Linked DNA regions of Rattus norvegicus: region 2 is linked to region 1. The links are chromatin contacts, called in public Hi-C maps. All regions are on one chromosome and are shown on one strand. The core of a region is the stretch at or near the end of the contact, and the rest is flanking DNA. Distances in the headings are between cores, read along the strand shown.

Region 1 (2,800 bases), core at 225-2,724:
TGCATAGACAGAAAGTAGCATTCTTCTAAACAGACCCATTTTAATTAAAGGAAGAAATAAAGATGGGCAGGAGCCAGAAGCAGAGTCTGGCCATCACTACTGGTATTTCAGGAAAGTCTTCCAAGGAAGCTTTTAAACTGCTTGTCTGGGCCCTGTTGCAGACCTCCTGAACCAGCTTTCTGAAGCGAGTGCCTCAGGTGTTCTTAGATACTCAGTAAAGTAAGGGCCTCACTGCCAGGGCCCAACAGTGCCTGCCCATTGGATTTATTATGGAGATTGGCTAATTCTCCTGGCTCCTTCTCAGAATCTCAGGGCACATGAGATGTTGCAATCATCTGTGTCCTCACAGTAGCCCCACCTAGGGTCTGGGGCAATTGTCCTGTTCTCCTTAACCTCTGCCTTCTTGCAAAGTCCCTCCATTCCGTACTTCTGCTCACACTGTTTGCGGGACCAACTATGAAAGTAAATCCCTGAATGGAGCCCAGTGCCTCCTTTTATGCAGTGAGGCTAATGGATGCATGCCATTCCTTTCTGCTAGCTTCCCCCTGGACTCTGCTGTTCAGGACACACTTCTCAGGGCGATGTATATAACAACATCTTAACAGTCACATAGCCTAAGCTGCAGGCCCACCATGTGGGGTCCTAGGCGATTTTATGTATTTGTTTGTTTGTTTTAAACCTGTGTACCATTTGCAAAAAAAGAAATAGAGTCAGGGCTCCTGACATTGCTAGAAAATTAAATGAAATGATGTGTGAATCTGATACAAACAGTACTCAACAATTGTTGACAGTTATCAGAATTTAACATTTTAATTTACTATCTTTGTCATTGTTTGGAAATGTGCCTTGGTGTCACATGCCTTTAATCCAGGTACTTGGAAGCAGAAGCAGGCAGATCTCTGAGATTGAGGCCAGACTAGACTGGTCTACAGAGTGAATTCTAGCACAGCCAGGGCTACACAGAGAAACCCCTGTCTGGAAAAAAAAATAAAACAAAACAACAAAAAAGCAAATTAAAATAAGCCAAAGAAAGATGTCAGATAAAACCGTCACAGGTGAGCTCTGCTGAGTCTTTGAGAGAGATGTCATCTTTTCTGTTTGTCTGATGCTGAACTAGGTAAATGCCTCTCAGAGACATACAAAATGTGTGTTCCTGGTCTGCAGACCTTCCTTACGGCTTCTCCTTTGCCTCTCTATTAACCATCAGTGTGATGGATGGCAGGAGCTAGGTAGCATGTGCAACTTGGCCACAGGCTTGGATTCTCCTGGTCTTACAGTCCATAACCTCAGCTGGGGAAAAGAGTGTTAAGAGCTGGTCTTCCTCCATGGTAGTGTGGGAGTCTAAGGTGGCCAGCAATGATGGCAGAGCAGTAATAGAAATCAGAGCTAATCTGTAAACGATTAACAGCAGGTTAATAATTCTGTGTGACTCATGCTTCAGTTACAGCCAACAGAAAGCACCCTGCAGTTTTAGTAGAAATGGTCTTAAGGCAGACTGTGATGCCTGTGTAATCATTGAAAGAGAAGAGGCTCTCACTAGAGTCCTAAGAAAGGACTGTAAACCACTACAAAATTGAGCCAGGGTTCAATGCCCAGTGTAGAACCAGAAGGCCACCATCCCATGTGGGCTCTCTCTGATTGATGACTAGACTCTGAGATGCCATGCCCCCAACGCCCCAAACAGCATCCTGCCTTCCACCCTTCTTGTCTACAAAAAATTCCTGTCACCCCCATGTGACAGACAATTTCTAAATGCTTTGACAACTGTTCTGGTGGCAACAGACCGTAGGTGTGGTCATTTGCTATGAATACTATCCAGTTCCCACAGGCCAGGGGCTTAAGCAACAACAGTTTTGGTTTGGGTTTTTTTCCTCATTTCTGGAGATGAGAAATGTGAGCTCTAAGTGTTGGCCTCCTTGTCTCCCTTTGAGAACCTCTAAGCCCAAATCTCCCTTTCTTATAAACTATCTTTTTGGTTAAGGGCTACTTGCATGATCTCATTTTAACCCAGTTACCTCTTAAAAGATCCTGTCTTCAAATACAGCCATATTCTGCTGGGCTAGGTTTAGACCTTCAGTATGAATTTGGGTGCGGAACACAATCCCTCCCATAAGTGTTGGGACAGATTGTTTATTGCTGCCTATCCCTACAGTTCAGTGACATATACCAAGAAGAGGGCAGACCTCGGCCAAGCACCTGGAACTACAGTAAGAACTAAAGAGTGTGGTGCACACCGCAGATAAGAGTACAGGTGCGGAGCACTCTAAAAAGATTTCTTTGTATTAACCTACTTGCTTTCCCCAGTGGTAGTGATTGAATCCAAGGCCTCGATTACAGTAAGCATTCCTAGCACTAAATCATACCTACGTACATGCTCATTTTATCTGATACTTTTAACAGTCCTTTAAATAGGAAAGTACTGTTCCCCATCTTATAAAAGACCTTTGCTGGGAAGGGCAAGAATGAGTTCTCGCTATCCTGCATGTCCAGGGCACACAGAGCAGCATCAAAACTAGCAGATATCAGAGAGCAGCTACCAGTCAGATCTAGCTAAGGAATTTTTAGTTTTTCTAGACTTAGCCCTTCTACAGTGAAACTTCTATTTTTCTATTTATTTTTATTTGTTTGTTGTTTGTTTATTGAGACAGTCTCACTGTGTACCCTTGGCTGCCTTGAGTGTGTACCTCTGCCTCCTGTGAGCTGGGATTAAAGGCCTGTACCTTATCCTGTGAGCTGGGATTAAAGGCCTGTACCTTATCCAGCTGAGATCTCTGTTTTCCAAAGGGTGATAGTCAATTTG
Region 2 (2,800 bases), core at 83-2,582, 140 kb after region 1:
AGATCTGTTGTAGTAAAATGGATGGGGAAAGATGAGCTTAAGAGCTAGTGGGGAGGAGTCTAGTGAGGGTTAGCCATGCTCACCTTTATCCCAAGATGGTGGTGGCTACTGCAGGAGGATATGCCAATTTACTAGTTAGAAAGAGCTCTCTGGCAATGACTACTAAGGTGCCTTAGAGTCGGGGCGGTACTGAGTGCTGGTGAAGACACAGTTTTACTGCAGTGTAGGAGAGAGGACAAAGGTGAACCAGGAAGCCAGATGGCTATCTTCTCCCAAGTTCCTCTTCGGCACAGCGTGGCTTCCTATAGCCTTGTGACTCCGAGCCAGGGAGTGTAATTGCCTCTAGGTTTGCTTCTTTTCCTCTCTGCATTCTTGGACCAAGGAGAGTTCCCAGTTACCACCTCCCTGTTCTGAGGTCTCTGGAGATAATAAGGCATGAGGATACAGCCTGTGGGCTGCTGATCATGAGCCAAGAAGCCCTACAGGCCCCTTGCTTTCTCGATTCCCCTTCTCTGGCCATAATCCTACCATGCAAAGAAATGTTTCAGATGCCTTCCATATTGTTTTGTAAGCTGCCAAAATCTAAACCTTCCTCTTCTACTCTCACCAAGCAGATCTTTACCGAATTAGCATGATCAGGGCAGGAAAGGACGAAGCCAGCGTCTACTTGTTCAGTTGTCTGTCCTCTCACTGTATAGCTGGGAGGAATTTGGAGTCGAGAGCAGTTTCCTGGAGGTGAATTGAAGCGTGCAGAGACCCTCGCAAGCTGTAGCACACTTCCCTTACTCCTCTACAACACGCCTCTGACTACTCTGTGTGGGTACAGACAAGGAGGTCGCAGGTTCATCGGGGCACAAATGATGTTACCACCTGACATGGTGCCAATTGTTCATAAAGTGAGCTGATTCCAGCAGGCACACAACCCAAGCTGGTACCATGCCCTCCTCATAGCATCTGCCAGGTGCCTGCAAGCTTTGTGCTGCCAAAGGTCACCAAGAAAGCAGCGTCCGGGGCTAGAGCTTCATGTGGCACTTGAAGGAGCTGCGTCTGAGAAGGGTTGGTACATGTGGGCAGAGTAGCAAGTCAGCGAGGACTGTGAGTCCCCGGCAGCACCTGTTCCCAGGGAGTAAATAATTCTTTGTCCTTGGGTCATGACTCCTGCCTGTCGCCGAGCAGGCATTCCTCGTGAGCTGCCAGCCTCACACCAACATGCTGCCGGTGTAAACTGTGCTTTGGAAAAAGAATCAAAGGTCCTGGTGGCTTTTACTCCCTGCTCAGCTCAATGTAGCTCTTGGACTCCTATTTCACAGCTGCTGCCCAGGCTCCATGGTGAGTCTACCAAGTATTTGGATCTGGCACCCCCTACCCTGCACTGACAGAAGTTGGGTGACACGGGCGGGCAGCCTGAGATTGCACTGGGCTGCAGTCCTGGGAGAACAGGTGTTGGCAGCTGCCACATCCCTTGCCCCCCTGCCTCCTCCTCCGCCCCCTCTGCTCTCCTGTCTGTTTACAGTGTGTTTTCCTGGGACAACATTTGAAGTATTCTAAATATGGACATCGTGGCTAGAGATGGAAAGTCAGCCTCATTGTGTGGATGGAGAATTCGTGAGTTTAAGACAGGGAGGACGAATTCTTGTATTTGGAAATGAGTACGGTTACTCTGTTTTGAAAGAACATCATCTACTAGCCGAGGTAATATTGTGATGGTTAAGAAAGCCAGTGCTGGGAGCACATAGGCCTGGGTGCGAATTGCAGTTTGGCTGCTGGCCTGCGGCAGGACCTTGGGTAAACTCTGTGTCCTTCTTTTCTGGGTTGGTCAAGTCCTTCAGATTTTTCTGATTCTGGGAAGCTCTCTACCTGGACTTATCTAGAAGGGACTGATGGCACTCAAGCATAGGGAGTTCTAACTGGCAGGCACCATTAGACCATTTTTCAAGATATGCACACTGCACACAGTGAGCACTTTCACCAGGGTGCCCCTTTTTGAGTGTCTAGAAGTCCTAGTTTCTCCCAGTGATCCTACTGAGCAAGAGACGGTCACAGCCCCTCTGCACCGTCGTTCCTGGGACTTTGCCCACTCCACCTCTTTTTCTCTCTCTCCCTGCCATAGGTTAGAAGGGAAATGCCCTCTCAGGCTCAGCTTGGCTAGTCAGTCCCTGAACTCTTTCGTCTCAAGCCATTCCACTTTCTGCCATTCTATCTTAAGAAATGCACAAGTCTTTCCTCTAGCTGCCCTGACTGCCAGCCCCTCCTCTTCACATCGATCTTAACAGCACCTTCTCCAGGGTTTGGACTACCCTCCTGCGGTCACTCTGTTGTTGTCATACCCTATCTACATACATTTTCTTCATATTTTTGTAATAATTTGACGCTAGCCCTGAGTCCTGTGAGCTCCCTTATCTCTGTCCTTCTACCTCTCCCAGAGACTTGCATAGCTCTTAAGGCAAACTTAATGCTCCATCAGTGTTTCCAGCCTGAATTCATGAAGGCCATGTGGTTGTCATCCACTTAGTAATGCTAATAGCTGTGATTATTTGAGTGTTCATGATGGATCAGACACTGTACATGGCTTTATTGATTCTCATAACAGTTTCATCAGTTCTGACAAGTGGCAGAGAGAAGCCTGAGGCTCAGAGAGGTTAAATAACCTTGTTGAGTCCATACCATCTAATACTCTTGACCCCTGGCTCTTGCCTCGAGTACCCTAGGCATTTGGTTAGTGCTAACTGTTGCTTTGGACTGATGTTGTGGGGGGCCGAGCCCGAGAGCCTACAAGGAGTGGAACACTAGACATAGTGCC

The links. Hi-C and Micro-C count contacts between places; a contact is called where the count stands out from the background.
Region 2: a contact with region 1 is called in a Hi-C map of liver, with 1.9 times the contacts expected there. The contact joins two enhancer-like sites. A contact is called at or near these places in 2 of 12 Hi-C or Micro-C datasets (liver and mammary epithelial cells).

What each region holds. Positions count from the first base shown.
Region 1 is chr4:97,451,392-97,454,191 of GRCr8, forward strand. The region is part of intron 2 of Gng12 (G protein subunit gamma 12); the gene reads left to right. Among named protein-coding and RNA genes, the nearest start is that of Gadd45a, 34 kb to the right of the region's middle. Within about 2 kb of position 1,475, at least 7 of the 93 cell types and tissues checked have an H3K27ac peak or open chromatin away from gene starts, as enhancers often do. A contact at or near this core is called in liver, where this site is marked.
Region 2 is chr4:97,589,794-97,592,593 of GRCr8, forward strand. No RefSeq gene overlaps it. Among named protein-coding and RNA genes, the nearest start is that of Gadd45a, 100 kb to the left of the region's middle. Within about 2 kb of position 1,333, at least 20 of the 93 cell types and tissues checked have an H3K27ac peak or open chromatin away from gene starts, as enhancers often do. A contact at or near this core is called in liver, where this site is marked.